Regions from separate parts of the Callithrix jacchus genome. Here region 2 is linked to region 1. A link is a contact called in public Hi-C data. All regions are on one chromosome and are shown on one strand. Each heading gives the region's core, a stretch centred on a gene start, on an enhancer-like site or on the middle of the called end of the contact. The rest is flanking DNA. Distances are from core to core; before and after follow the strand shown.

The links. Hi-C and Micro-C count contacts between places; a contact is called where the count stands out from the background.
Region 2: a contact with region 1 is called in a Hi-C map of induced pluripotent stem cells, with 4 times the contacts expected there. The contact joins the promoter of GDF11 here to the promoter of RPS26 in region 1. A contact is called at or near these places in 2 of 3 Hi-C or Micro-C datasets (induced pluripotent stem cells and skeletal muscle).

What each region holds. Positions count from the first base shown.
Region 1 is chr9:63,633,481-63,639,105 of calJac240_pri, forward strand. RPS26 (ribosomal protein S26) reads right to left here and starts at 3,487. Exons shown (of 4, transcript XM_002745614.7): 1 at 3,456-3,487; 2 at 3,029-3,206; 3 at 2,274-2,404; 4 at 1,333-1,939. The coding sequence starts at 3,458. The coding sequence ends at 1,904.
Region 2 is chr9:63,910,693-63,916,528 of calJac240_pri, forward strand. It overlaps GDF11 (growth differentiation factor 11), which reads right to left and starts at 3,582. Exons shown (of 3, transcript XM_002807114.7): 1 at 2,944-3,582. The coding sequence starts at 3,391. LOC128928560 (a long non-coding RNA gene) reads right to left here and starts at 2,307. Exons shown (of 2, transcript XR_008473825.2): 1 at 2,183-2,307; 2 at 362-500.

The DNA of each region.
Region 1 (5,625 bases), core at 2,237-4,736:
GTGAGCTGAGATCGTGCCATTGCACTCCAGCCTGGGTAACAACAGCGAAAACTCCGTCTCAAAAAAAAAAAAAAATTAGCCAGGCATGGTGGCAGGAGTCCGTAATCCCAGCTACTTGGGTGGTTGAAGCAGAATTGCTTGAACCTGTGAGGTAAAAGCTGCAGTGAGCTGAGATCACGCCACTGCATTGCAGCCTGAGCAACAGAGTGAGATTCCTGGAGACAGAATCAAACAGCATACTCTGTACTTAGAACCAAGAGTATGTTTTGAGTTTGTAAACTCAGAAAAGGTTTAGAACCCATGTGACAGGCTGTGCCTCTACACTTCAAGAGAAATCTTGATCAGTTCTCGAAGTACAACTACAGCCATGATTTAGTATTTGAATCTGGTCATACAGAGCAAGCTGGAATTTAGGATCAGATTCAGCACCCATTTTTGCCTTGGACCTCTAATTTTCTTGTCACTTCCTGTTTACCCTTGGTGTGATGAAGTTATTACAGTGTAGTAAGTGTAAAGGAAGGACAGTGATAACTTGAGTCTCCCTAAAGGATTTATATTGCCAAATTTAATGTGCTTACAAAACTCTAAGATTTGCCACAGGTATTCCAGTACATGCACTGGTACACTGATAATCAAGTCAGCTCAGCAGTTCCTGTCTAGAACTTTTGTGGAGGAGTGCATTCAATTAACAAGACAACCTCCACACTTACTCTACCCTTCTTAGGCTGAGTGTGGTGGCTTACACCACCAGCACTTTTGAGAGGTCAAGGTAGGTGGATCACTTGAGGTCAGGAGTTTGAGGCCAGCCTGGCAAACATGGTGAAACCCCATCTCTACCAAAAAAATAAATTAGCTGGCACATGCACGTAATCCCAGCAATTTGGGAGGTTGAGGTAGAACTGCGTGAAAGGGGACAGGAGTGCAGGCAGCTCCCAAGTGTCTTAAAATCTCCACACTATATAGGTTTAACCTTTTACTGGCAGTAAGAACGATTTACTCCCAAATAGATTATTTTTCCCTGAATTCAAGGACAAAACTGTTGTCACACACCATCTCTATACTTCCTGGGATGTCTCAGGTTTCTACAACTGTCTTTAGTGACTTTTTCCAAGGTAGGAAAGTAAGGATCTGAACATGAATCCTTTTAGGCTCTGACGCTATCCTTAAGACAGCCACCTACTATTCAAGTCCCCCTCCAGGGGTATAACACCTCAATTTTCAGTCACTTCACAATATGCTCCTCTCTCAACTGTTTTTCCTTATTCTCCTAATTTGTACCCAGTTTTAGAATGTCAACTTAAAATTGACGCAGTTGAATGAATGCAACAGTCACAGGTGCCTCAACTTTTTATTTCACACAGCAAGTTGTGAAGCCAAGGATATGACTGCAAACAAGGTTTATTAAATGAATAGCCAGGCAAGATGGCTCACACCTGTAATCCCAGCACTTTGGGAAGCCTAAGGGGTTAATTATCTGAGGTCAGGAGTTCCAGACCAGCCTGGCCAATATGGTAAAACCCTATTTCTACTAAAAATACAAAAAATTAGCTGGGTGTGATGGCACATGTCTCTAATTCTAGCTACTTGGAAAGCCAAGGCAGGAGAATCGCTTGAACCCAGGAGGCAGAGGTTGCAACGAGCTGAGATAGCATCATTGCACTCCAGCCTGGGCAACAGAGCAAGACTACATCTCCCACCCCTCCCCACCACCAACAACAAAAAATTGATTACATAAATAAGCTTTCTTCCCCACGAAAATACTGCTTGTTATTTCACACTTGGTCTAACACACACAAAATCCCCACCCTATCTGGCACAGATACACTTAATAAGCAATATCAAGTACAATTTCCATTTTATTTTTCTCCAGAGAATAGTTATCTTCAGTCTTTTACTCAGCTCCTTACATAGGTTTTGGTGGGGGTCGTGGGGCAGCACCCTGAAAGACAAAAAGAAGAGTGAATTTGTTCTGTGCTGCAGCGAAGAAAAAAAGCAAAAACAAAAGAATAAATTAAAAACCATGAATCCAAGACTTCCTTCCCTCAAATAACTTGACACCATCCTCTCAATGTATTCAAGCTACAAATGCATTGGAAGCTGGTAGAGGTGGAGGCAGAACACTGAAAACCAATTCTGATTCTAACACTGCTTTGCAGTGTCTCTAATAAGCATGTTTAGGCGTGGGTCTCATCTGCCTACACCTTAACCTGAGGCAAAGATCTTAATTTAAACCATCACTGCCCTGGCTTCCAGTCTCCTTTTAAAATACTCACCGCAGGTCTAAATCGGGGTGGAGGTGTTCGGTCCTTGCGGGCTTCACGAGATCGATTCCTGACTACTTTGCTGTGAATTGCACAACTCACACAGTAATGTAGCTTCACATAGAGCTTGGGAAGTACATAGGCTAAGGAATAGAAAATAGTTATACTGGTATCATATACCTACATTGCTTTTTTGTTACGCGAACCAACAGCATCTGCCATATTTACATCAAGTAAAGCCAAACTTATTTAAATGCCTGTCAGGCACACAAAAGTACCCCCAAAGCAGCTGACGTACAACCCTAAGTTTTACAAATGAGTAACATCCCACGTGAGTTCATCTTAACACTACAAGGACCAGACTGACACTTTGAATGCAACAAACCGAGAATCCAGTTCCTTCAACAGCTACACCAGCCCTAATGCCTACCCTGAACTTTGCTCTCTACAAATAATCAATAATACAAGAATTGTCAAATTTACCAAATTCCTAGTGTTTTTTGGAACCTCAGACCCGAAACAGGCGAACTTTTACCTCACAGTAAAGGCTGTGTGCTGTATCACAAAAAGTCACCCCCTGCCCAGAGAAGAATCAAAACAACAAACAAGAAAATATACTACACTGTTCTCTTCTACCAGCAACCACCTTAAATACGTGGAAATTGCCTGAGAGGCTCCAACGAACGGAGCCTGTAAATAAGTCGAGGTTCGGGAAAGGCTTTTAGATACTGAGAGCCTCACGCAGTTCTCGCCAGTGGCTCACTTACCATCAAAGACGCTCGCTTCAGAAATATCCCTGACTGCTGCGGCCTCCACTATGTTTCGAATGACGAATTTCTTAATGGCCTTATCCTTGGGCACGCATCGGGCACAATTCGTGCAGCGAATAGGCTGAACATGGCCGCGGCCCTTTTTGGCACGACCGTTGTTCCTTCTTTTCTTTGTCTACATCAGGATGGAAAACCTGTTAGGAAGGCCGCGCAACTTACCCAGCCTCATGCTCTTTCTGGCTACAAGCCGCACTGGGAGCCTCCAGGAAGGCGCTGCTCGGATCTCCTGTTCCTCCGCAAATCCCACCAAGCCCCGGGGCAAACGTACACTCTACCCACTCCTCAGCCGTGCTCGAGGATCTCCAATCTCTACAATCCCAGAGTCCGCACCCGACCCCCACGCTTACCACGCAGTAGGACTCACCATCTTGGAAGCTCTCAGCGGAGAAAGAATGCGACAAGCGGCAGGGCCCTCTTATATATTGAGAGATCCCTACGCGCACACCGTAGGTGACAGGCGTCAAGAATGGCAACTCACTTTACTCAAATATTCCTTTACGTTTAGCATTTCTACTGAAATACAGGGTTGGAAGGCGTTCCTAGCGTTTACTTATCCGTGGAACAACGTGCACATGGGACTATTTAGCCGGCTGGCGGAAGAAAATCGGTGTTATGCGTCTCCCAACAAGCCTCGCGCCGCGTCGACCCGGACACAATTCTGAGCGGTGCAGTTTTTCCGGTTTACGCGACGGTAGGCGCGGAAGTTGCCCGGCGCTGGACTACAAGACGCACTCCCTATTAGAGGCCAGAGAAGGAGAGATGCCTGGTGGGAGTTGTAGTGCGAAGCCAAGAGGCCCCCCTGGCCCCAAGTCCTTAGACCGAAGGCGACGCTGCGCCACCGGGGGACGCCCTCGGCTCATTTCTCTGACAGTCTTGCTACTAGGTAGGTGTAGGATTACGAAGAGGAAAACATGAGAGAAACATTTTGTGAATCCCTCCTTCCAATAAGGAGAAAACCCCACAACGAAGTGCATTGAGGCTGGGGCTATTTCTCATTCGTCTTTTTATCTCTGGACCCGTGGGCACAATGCCTGGCACTGTGGTAAGAGCCTTTATAAATATTAACCCATTTAACTTTCAGCAAGCCTATAGGTAAGTGCTATGTCCCTCCCACCCCACCACCTGCCGGCGGAGGCTTCCTCTGTCACCCAGGCTGGAGTGCAGTGGCACGATCTCGGCTCGGCTCGCTGCAACCTCTGCCTCCCAGGTTCAAGCAATTATCCGGCTTCAGCCTCCCGAATAGCTGGGATTTTAGGCGCCTGCCACCACACCCAACTAAATTTGAAGTAGAGATGGGGTTTCACCATGTTGGCCGCAGTGGTCTCGAACTCCTGACCTCGTGATCTACCCGCCTCGGCCTTCCAAATTGCTGGGGTTGCAGGCGTGAGCCACTGCGCCCGGCCGGTAGGTACTGTTATTATCCTCACTTTAAAGATTGAAGAATGGCCGGGCGCGGTGTCTCACGCCTATAATCCCAGCACTTTGGTAGGCCGAGGCGGGTGGATCACGAGGTCAGGAGATCGAGACCATCTTGGTCAACAAGGTGAAACCCCATCTCTACCAAAAATACAAAAATTAAATACAAAAATTAGCTGGGCATGGTGGCGCGTGCCTGTAGTCCCAGCTATTTGGGAGGCTGAGGTAGGAGATTTGCTTGAACCCAGGAGGCGGAGGTTGCAGTGAGCCGAGATCGTGCCATTGCACTCCAGTCTGGGTAACAACAGTGAAACTCCGTCTCGAAAGAAAGAAAAAAAAAAAAAAGATCGAAGAATTTAGCCAGGCATAGTGTTGGGCTTCTGTAATCTCAGCTCCTCAGGAGGCTGAGACAGGAGAATCACTTGAACCCGGGAGGCAGAGGTTGCGGTGAGCCAAGATCATTGAGCCCCTGCACTTCAGCCTGAGAAACAAGAGCAAAACTCCGTAAAAAAAACGAAAACAACCAACCAACCCAGAAACAAAAACAAAATTAAAAAAATAAAGATTGAAGAACTGAGATGCAGTATGTATTCTGGCTCCACTGTACTATGCTGTATGTCACCTAACAAATGGATGGAGGAATAACCTGGACTAATGACTTAAACGTTTTTCACCCAGATCCATCGCACGAATACATTTTACATTGGTACCCACTACACACACAAGCACAATTACCTGCACATACAAAACTGAAACACAAGCTTCATGAAAAAATGTCATAAGGTACACTGGTATGTTCTTTTCTCTATTTTATTTGTTTTTTTCTGTTCCGTATTTTAACAAATGCTGATCATAAACCACGAAAGTTATTTCATCACCCATTAGTGATTCTGACCCCTAATTGAAAGATTCATATGTATAAGTTTCATTTACCTCTGAAAAGCCATCCGAAAAATTTAAGCCTTAGGCCAGGTGCTGTGGCTCAGGCCTGTAATCCATCACTTTGGGAGGCCGAGGAGGGGCAGATCAGCTGAGGTCAAGAGTTTGAGACCAGCCTGGTCAACATGGTGAAAACCCCTCTCTACTAAAAATACAAAAATTAGTCGGGACTGGTAGTG
Region 2 (5,836 bases), core at 2,332-4,831, 280 kb after region 1:
AGACATGGGGACAGTCAGTGCTACAAGGGGGCAGGACATAGGGAGAAAGAAAAAAGCAAGGAGAAGAGCCAAGGGGGGGAGACTGGAGATGGTGAGGGAGATAATAGAGAAGAGACTGTTAGAGTTGAAGGCAGATTGGTAGAGATAGGCAGAGAAATAGATGACAGAGTGGAAAGACCCAGGGGATGATCACGGCAAGGGGAGAATAAGTTTGGGAGTTGTAGAATCCTGGTGCAAGGGGCAGGGATAGAAAGGAGTGGGTGCCGTGTAGAAAGCTAAAGGTGGGAGGAAGCTAAACCTAGTGGGGTAAAGGAGAGAAAGGATAGAAAGGGTACGGACGGAGGAACAAAGGAGAAGCAGGTAGAGCCACAGAGGGAAACCGGGCTTTAGTGAGTCCCCAACACACATATGCCGAGCTCTGATGGGGAGGAAAAGGGGCCACATCTGTGTTGAATTGATCTGGCTGGTGGCAGGCAGCAGGTCAGGTTTAGTAGGCGGCGCTGGTGGGAGAGAGAGGTCATTGCACTATTTTCAGCAAATGCCCAACCCCCTCCCTGCACACCACCTCCTCCCCTTCCCCCCACCCTAACCCCCCAACACACACACTCCCAACCCTGGCTGGAAGGCCTAAGGGCAGGAGGTTGGGCTGAGAGGGCAGGGGCCTCTTGGTGTGGGGATGAGAGAGAAACTCAGGGGCTGGGCTTGGTTCCCAGAAGGGCAGGGGGCTGGGTTCCCAGGATGAAGCCTCGGTGGGAGAGCCTGAGAGGGTAGAGGGAACTAGGGCAGGCAGAGCAGCCTAGGAGAGGTGGGGGCTGGGGTCCAGGGTTGAGGGCTGGGGGAGGGGACGGAGGGGGAAGGGAATGGAGGCCATCTCTGCTGACAAACACCTCCCCCGATTAGCAGAGCACAAGTCTCTTATTAAAGCGGGTCCCTGGGGATTAGACTATAAAAGTCTCTTTTTCCTTTTCCCCTCTCTCCCTCCCCTCCCCTCCACTCCCCCTCCCTCTCTTAAGAGTGCAGCTAGGCTCTTAAAGGGGACGCACAATACCTGGCCGGAGACACAGTTCCCTAATTGTACCAGTCCTGGGTGGCGGCAGTGGAAGTTAGGATGGGATTCCACCAGCTGGTGTCCCCTCCCCACCTACCCAGGCCTCACCTGCACAGCCCAACTCCTGTAGGCAGGGTCCCTTCACTTCCCTGTATTGCTATTACCAGAGCTAACTCTGGTGGGCTCAGGCCTGTTGGTTAAGGGATGCTAAGGATATTTAGGGGCAAAGGGAAATCCACAGCCCCATCACCCATCCTGGAAATCTTCACACACACTACACCATATAGACTAGAGTATCTTTTCCCTATGTAACCTTCTTCTTCCAGTAAACTCTTGATCTGAATTCCTCTATAACTCTGTTTCCTAGAAACACCACTCCCTCCCTCTGCCCTCAGTCGATCTGAGACTGACCCTAGCTTCCATAAGCAGAAGCCTTAAGAATAGAAGGGAAACTGAGGAATCCAAGACCAGATGCCCCATGCCTCCCACCCCCACACCCAGTTAGTTTCCTGGTTCTTTGAATTTAACAGCCTTGACCAAGTCCTGTGGAATTGAGGTCTGCAGAAATACCAGTGGCAATGTGAGGCACTCAGCCTCCCAGATGCACACCTGGGTTCCTGTGCCTCTTCCATGGGGGTTGGCCACTGGGACGCCCCTCAGCCCCCAGCTTTTTATGACCCATCTGCCAATAAACCAGTCTCCCCCGTCTTCTGTTCACAGTCATAAAACCAAACTGTGTGTGTGTTGCAGGGGGCTGTGGGGGGTGTGTGTGTGGGGAGGGACCTTGCCAAACCGCTAGGGAATAAGAGAGGCCTGGTTCCCTGGAGTTGGGCGGAGGGGGAGACCTCAGTGGGGTGGGGGAGAAGAAGGAGTCACCTGACCCTAGGGAGAGCTGGAAAGGTGGCGGGGTGTAGTATTCCCTTGGATTTTCCAGGCCATAAAATTTCAAAGCAGCTCATGTCTATTATATGTTCATCTTCCTTTTGGTCAGGGACTCCGATGCCTGGGTTCCCGCTCCCCCATCTATTTCTTTATCTTTTTTTCCTAGGTCTTCCTATCTCTCAAGTCCAGCTGTGGTAGTACTAGATAGGACTTGAGAGATAGGAAGACCTAGGACTACCTATCTAGTCTTACCTATAGATAGGTAGTCCTAGGTCTTCCTATCGCTCAAGTCCAGAACGAGTGGGCGAATAAGGGATGGAACACTAAGGTTTGAGTAGCCAATGAGTGTCCTTAGCCCCCAGCGCAATGGAGTTGAGTTCTCTGAGCTCGGTCGGTATCAATAAGGCACAGTTTTTCCGGCTCCTTGCGATACCCGGTATGAGACAAGGCTCAGGATGAAAAGCGTGCCAGCTGGGCTGCCAGGAGGTGTAAAGGTTATGGGACCCTATTCCTGGGAAAGGAAGAGAGCAGAGCACACAGTTCTCTGCACCCGATGGACACGATGCCGACAGAGCACGGAGTGAGGAGTCAGCGCCAGGGCCATTGGGAGGCAGAGAGCATAGCTGGGGTTGCCGGGTTCCCGAAGCCTCCGGATTCTGTTCTCCAGCCTCCCCATCACGGCTCTTCAGGACAGACTAGCTGCCCAGCCCCAGCGTCCCCGGACTCCAACAAGGGTCTTTTTCGCATACTGGGGTGGAAGGCAGTATCTCGAAACCCGCCCCATTTACCCCCCCGCTCCAACCTTCGGGAACTGGGCGTGCATACAACTTTGCAGCCCATCTCCACTGCTCGAAAAACTTCTATGGAGTAGCCCCTGCTCCCTAATTCGTCAAGTTTTAGCAGAAAAAGCTTCCGGGCAGGGGCAGCAGGGAGTGCCCCGCTTAGAAGCAGAAGGCGCCCTTCGTGGGGGCCAGAGCCAGCACCCCACTGCTCGCGCCCCGCAGCCCACTTACTTTCCTGGGCCATGCTAATGATGGTCTCGGTAGTGGCGTGGTACTCGTCCTCCTCCAGGAAGTCCTCGGGCTGCAGCGCGTCGCCCTGGAAGTCGTGTAGGTCCAGGATCTGCTGCAGCGGCGGCGCCTTGGGCAGCAGCTGCTTCACCACCTCGCGGCTGATGTTGGGCGCCTCCTTGAGCCGCAGTTTGCTCAAGATCTGCGACTTGATGCTCTCCAGGCGCAGCTCGCGGCTGTGCTGCCGCCACACGCACACGGGGCAGCCGTCCGGCTCGGGCGCTACGGACGCGGCTGGCCGGCTGGAGCGCTCCCCCACGACCCCTGCCGCCGCCGCCGCCGCCGCCGCCGCCGCCGCCGCCGCCGCGGGGCCCTCGGCCGCCTCCCCCCGGGGCCGCAGCTCCAGGGCGAGGAGCAGGAAGCCCAGCAGCAGCGGGGCCGCGAGCACCATGCTGGAGGGGAGGGGAGGACTGGGGGGCGGGGACGCCGGAGTCCCGCGGGGAGGGGGCGGGGGGAGGAGGGAGGGAAGAGGAGGGGGTCCGGGCGGCGCGGGATTGGGGGCTGCCCGGCCGAGGGGGGACCCGGGGGGCCGGGGGCGGCGGGCGCGCGGGCGGGGCGGGCGGGCGGCCGGGGCGGGCGGCTGGGGGGGCCCGAGTCCGGGCCAGGCCCTTTATAGCCCCGGCCCCCGTGTCGTCAGCGGCCGCGATTGGCTGCGGAGCCAACAAAAGAGGCAGCGCTGTCATTCGAGGCGAGAGAGGGAGCCGGAGAGAGCGGAGGAATAGAGAGAGAGAGAGAGAGAGAGAGCGAGCGAGCGCGCGCCAAAGAGAGATGAAGAGACAGAGATATGAGGGGTGGGGTGGGGGGCGGATATAGAGGGAAAGTCAGAGCCAGAGAGACCAAGGAGAATCAGAGAGATAAAGGGGAAAGAGACAGACAGATAGGAAGAGGAGGAGAGAGAGGGAGAGACAAAGGAGGAAAAGAAGAGTTATGGAAAAGACGCAGAGAGACCTAGCTAGGGAGGGAAACAGTGTGTCTGTGGGAGACACAGAACCAAGGAGGAGAAAGACTGGGACAGCTAGTGGGAGAGTTAGAGTGGAGATAAAAATGGTTAGCAGAGGAGTACCACTAGACAGGGGGAGACAGGGGTCTACGGAGCCAGATCACAAAGATTAAGGGTCAGGAGATGGGAACAAGAGCAGAGGAACTGACAGGACAGAACAGTGCCCTGGGAAAGACGGGGAAGGGGGCAGTGGAGAGAAATCAGGACAGGAGAGGAGAGGGGGCATAGACAGGGAGATACCAAGGGAGGCCCTGAGGAGGCAGGTGCAGGGGACTGGTAGGGGGTTAGGGGGAGGAAAGGCAGAAACTCCTCAGAGAAGGAGGCACCAGAGTCAGCCTTGGTGGGAGCACAGAGAGCCCAGGGGACAGAGGTGGAGAACTTGAGCCTAGAGGAGCTCTAGCTACCAGAGGTAGCTCAAAGATGCTCAAAGAAGCCATGGAAGGAAGCATCAGGCTAGGCTCATCAGGGGGATTAAGGGGACTAAGAGAGGAAGAGGCCAGGGACGACCTAAGAAGGTGGAGAGGTGGTGTGAAGAACTGAAACGGGAAGACATAGAGCTGGGAAGACTGTGAGCTTGAAATTGGAGCTTAACAGGACTAAGGGAATCAGCCGGGTGGAAAAGGCAGGAGCTGGAGGCCACTGGGGAAGGGGTGGGAGGAGCCGGCTAGAGGCTGCTATACTTGAAGAATTATCTGGATCTCTGGATTTCTAGCTATGTTTTTGGATCTGCAGGGTCTTAGAAGTCTGAGAAGGGGCTGGAGGTTGCAAGGGTGAGGATGGGAGAGGAGTCTGCACTCAGAAGCACGAGATGAAATGCAGATGTGGGACCAACACTAGTCTTCAGGTGTGAATCTGGGCACAGCCAGAGGGCAGAGTAGAAGAGTACTAAAATTTAAAAAACTGTCTTGCCGGGCGCGGTGGCTCAAGTCTGTAATCCCAGCACTTTGGGAGGCCGAGGCAGGTGGATCACGAGGTCAAGAGATTGAGACCATCCTGGTCAACAAGGTGAAACCTGTCTCTACTAAAAATATAAAAAATTAGCTGGGAATGGTGGTGCGCGCCTGTAGTCCCAGCTACTCGGGAGGCTGAGGCAGAATTGCTGGAACCCAGGATGCAGAGGTTGCGGTGAGCCGAGATAGCGCCATTGCACTCCAGTCTGGGTAACAACAGCAAAACTCCATCTCAAAAAAAAAATGTCTTGAAGGTGCCTAACTTCTGACTTCAGGTTTTCCAGGCTTATTTCTGGATCTGAAAGCCCTGGAGCAATAGGCAAATTGAAAATGTTTGGGCCCAGTGAGGTGGCTCGGGCCTGTAATCCCAGCCTGTGGCAGGCCAAGAAAGGCAGATCACCTGAGGTCAGGAGTTCAAAACCAGCCTGGCCAACATGGTGAAATCCCGTCTCTACTGAAAATACAAAACTGAGCCTAGTGCGGTGGCTCGGCTATCCCAACTGGTGTAGTTCCAGCTTCTCAGGAGGCTGAGGCAGGAAAATTACTTGAACCTGGGAGGCAGAGGTTGCAGTGAGCCAAGATCGTGCCACTGCACTCTAGCCTGGACTGCAGAGCAAGACTCCACCTAAAACAAAAACAAACAAAAAAACAGAGAAAGAAAGAACACTAGATAAACAAACAGAATCAGCCAGAACTCTAGGCCAGATGCCTCCTATCTTAATCTGGATGTTTCAAGGCACTTCAGACATCACAGGTTAAACAGAGAACTCCTTCTTTCTCCCTAAAATGTGTCCCATCCTGCAGCTTTTCATTTTAGTGAATGGCAGTCATCCAGGCTAGAAGCCTGAATGTCATGTTCCACCCTCGTCCCCTTGATCATTTCTGA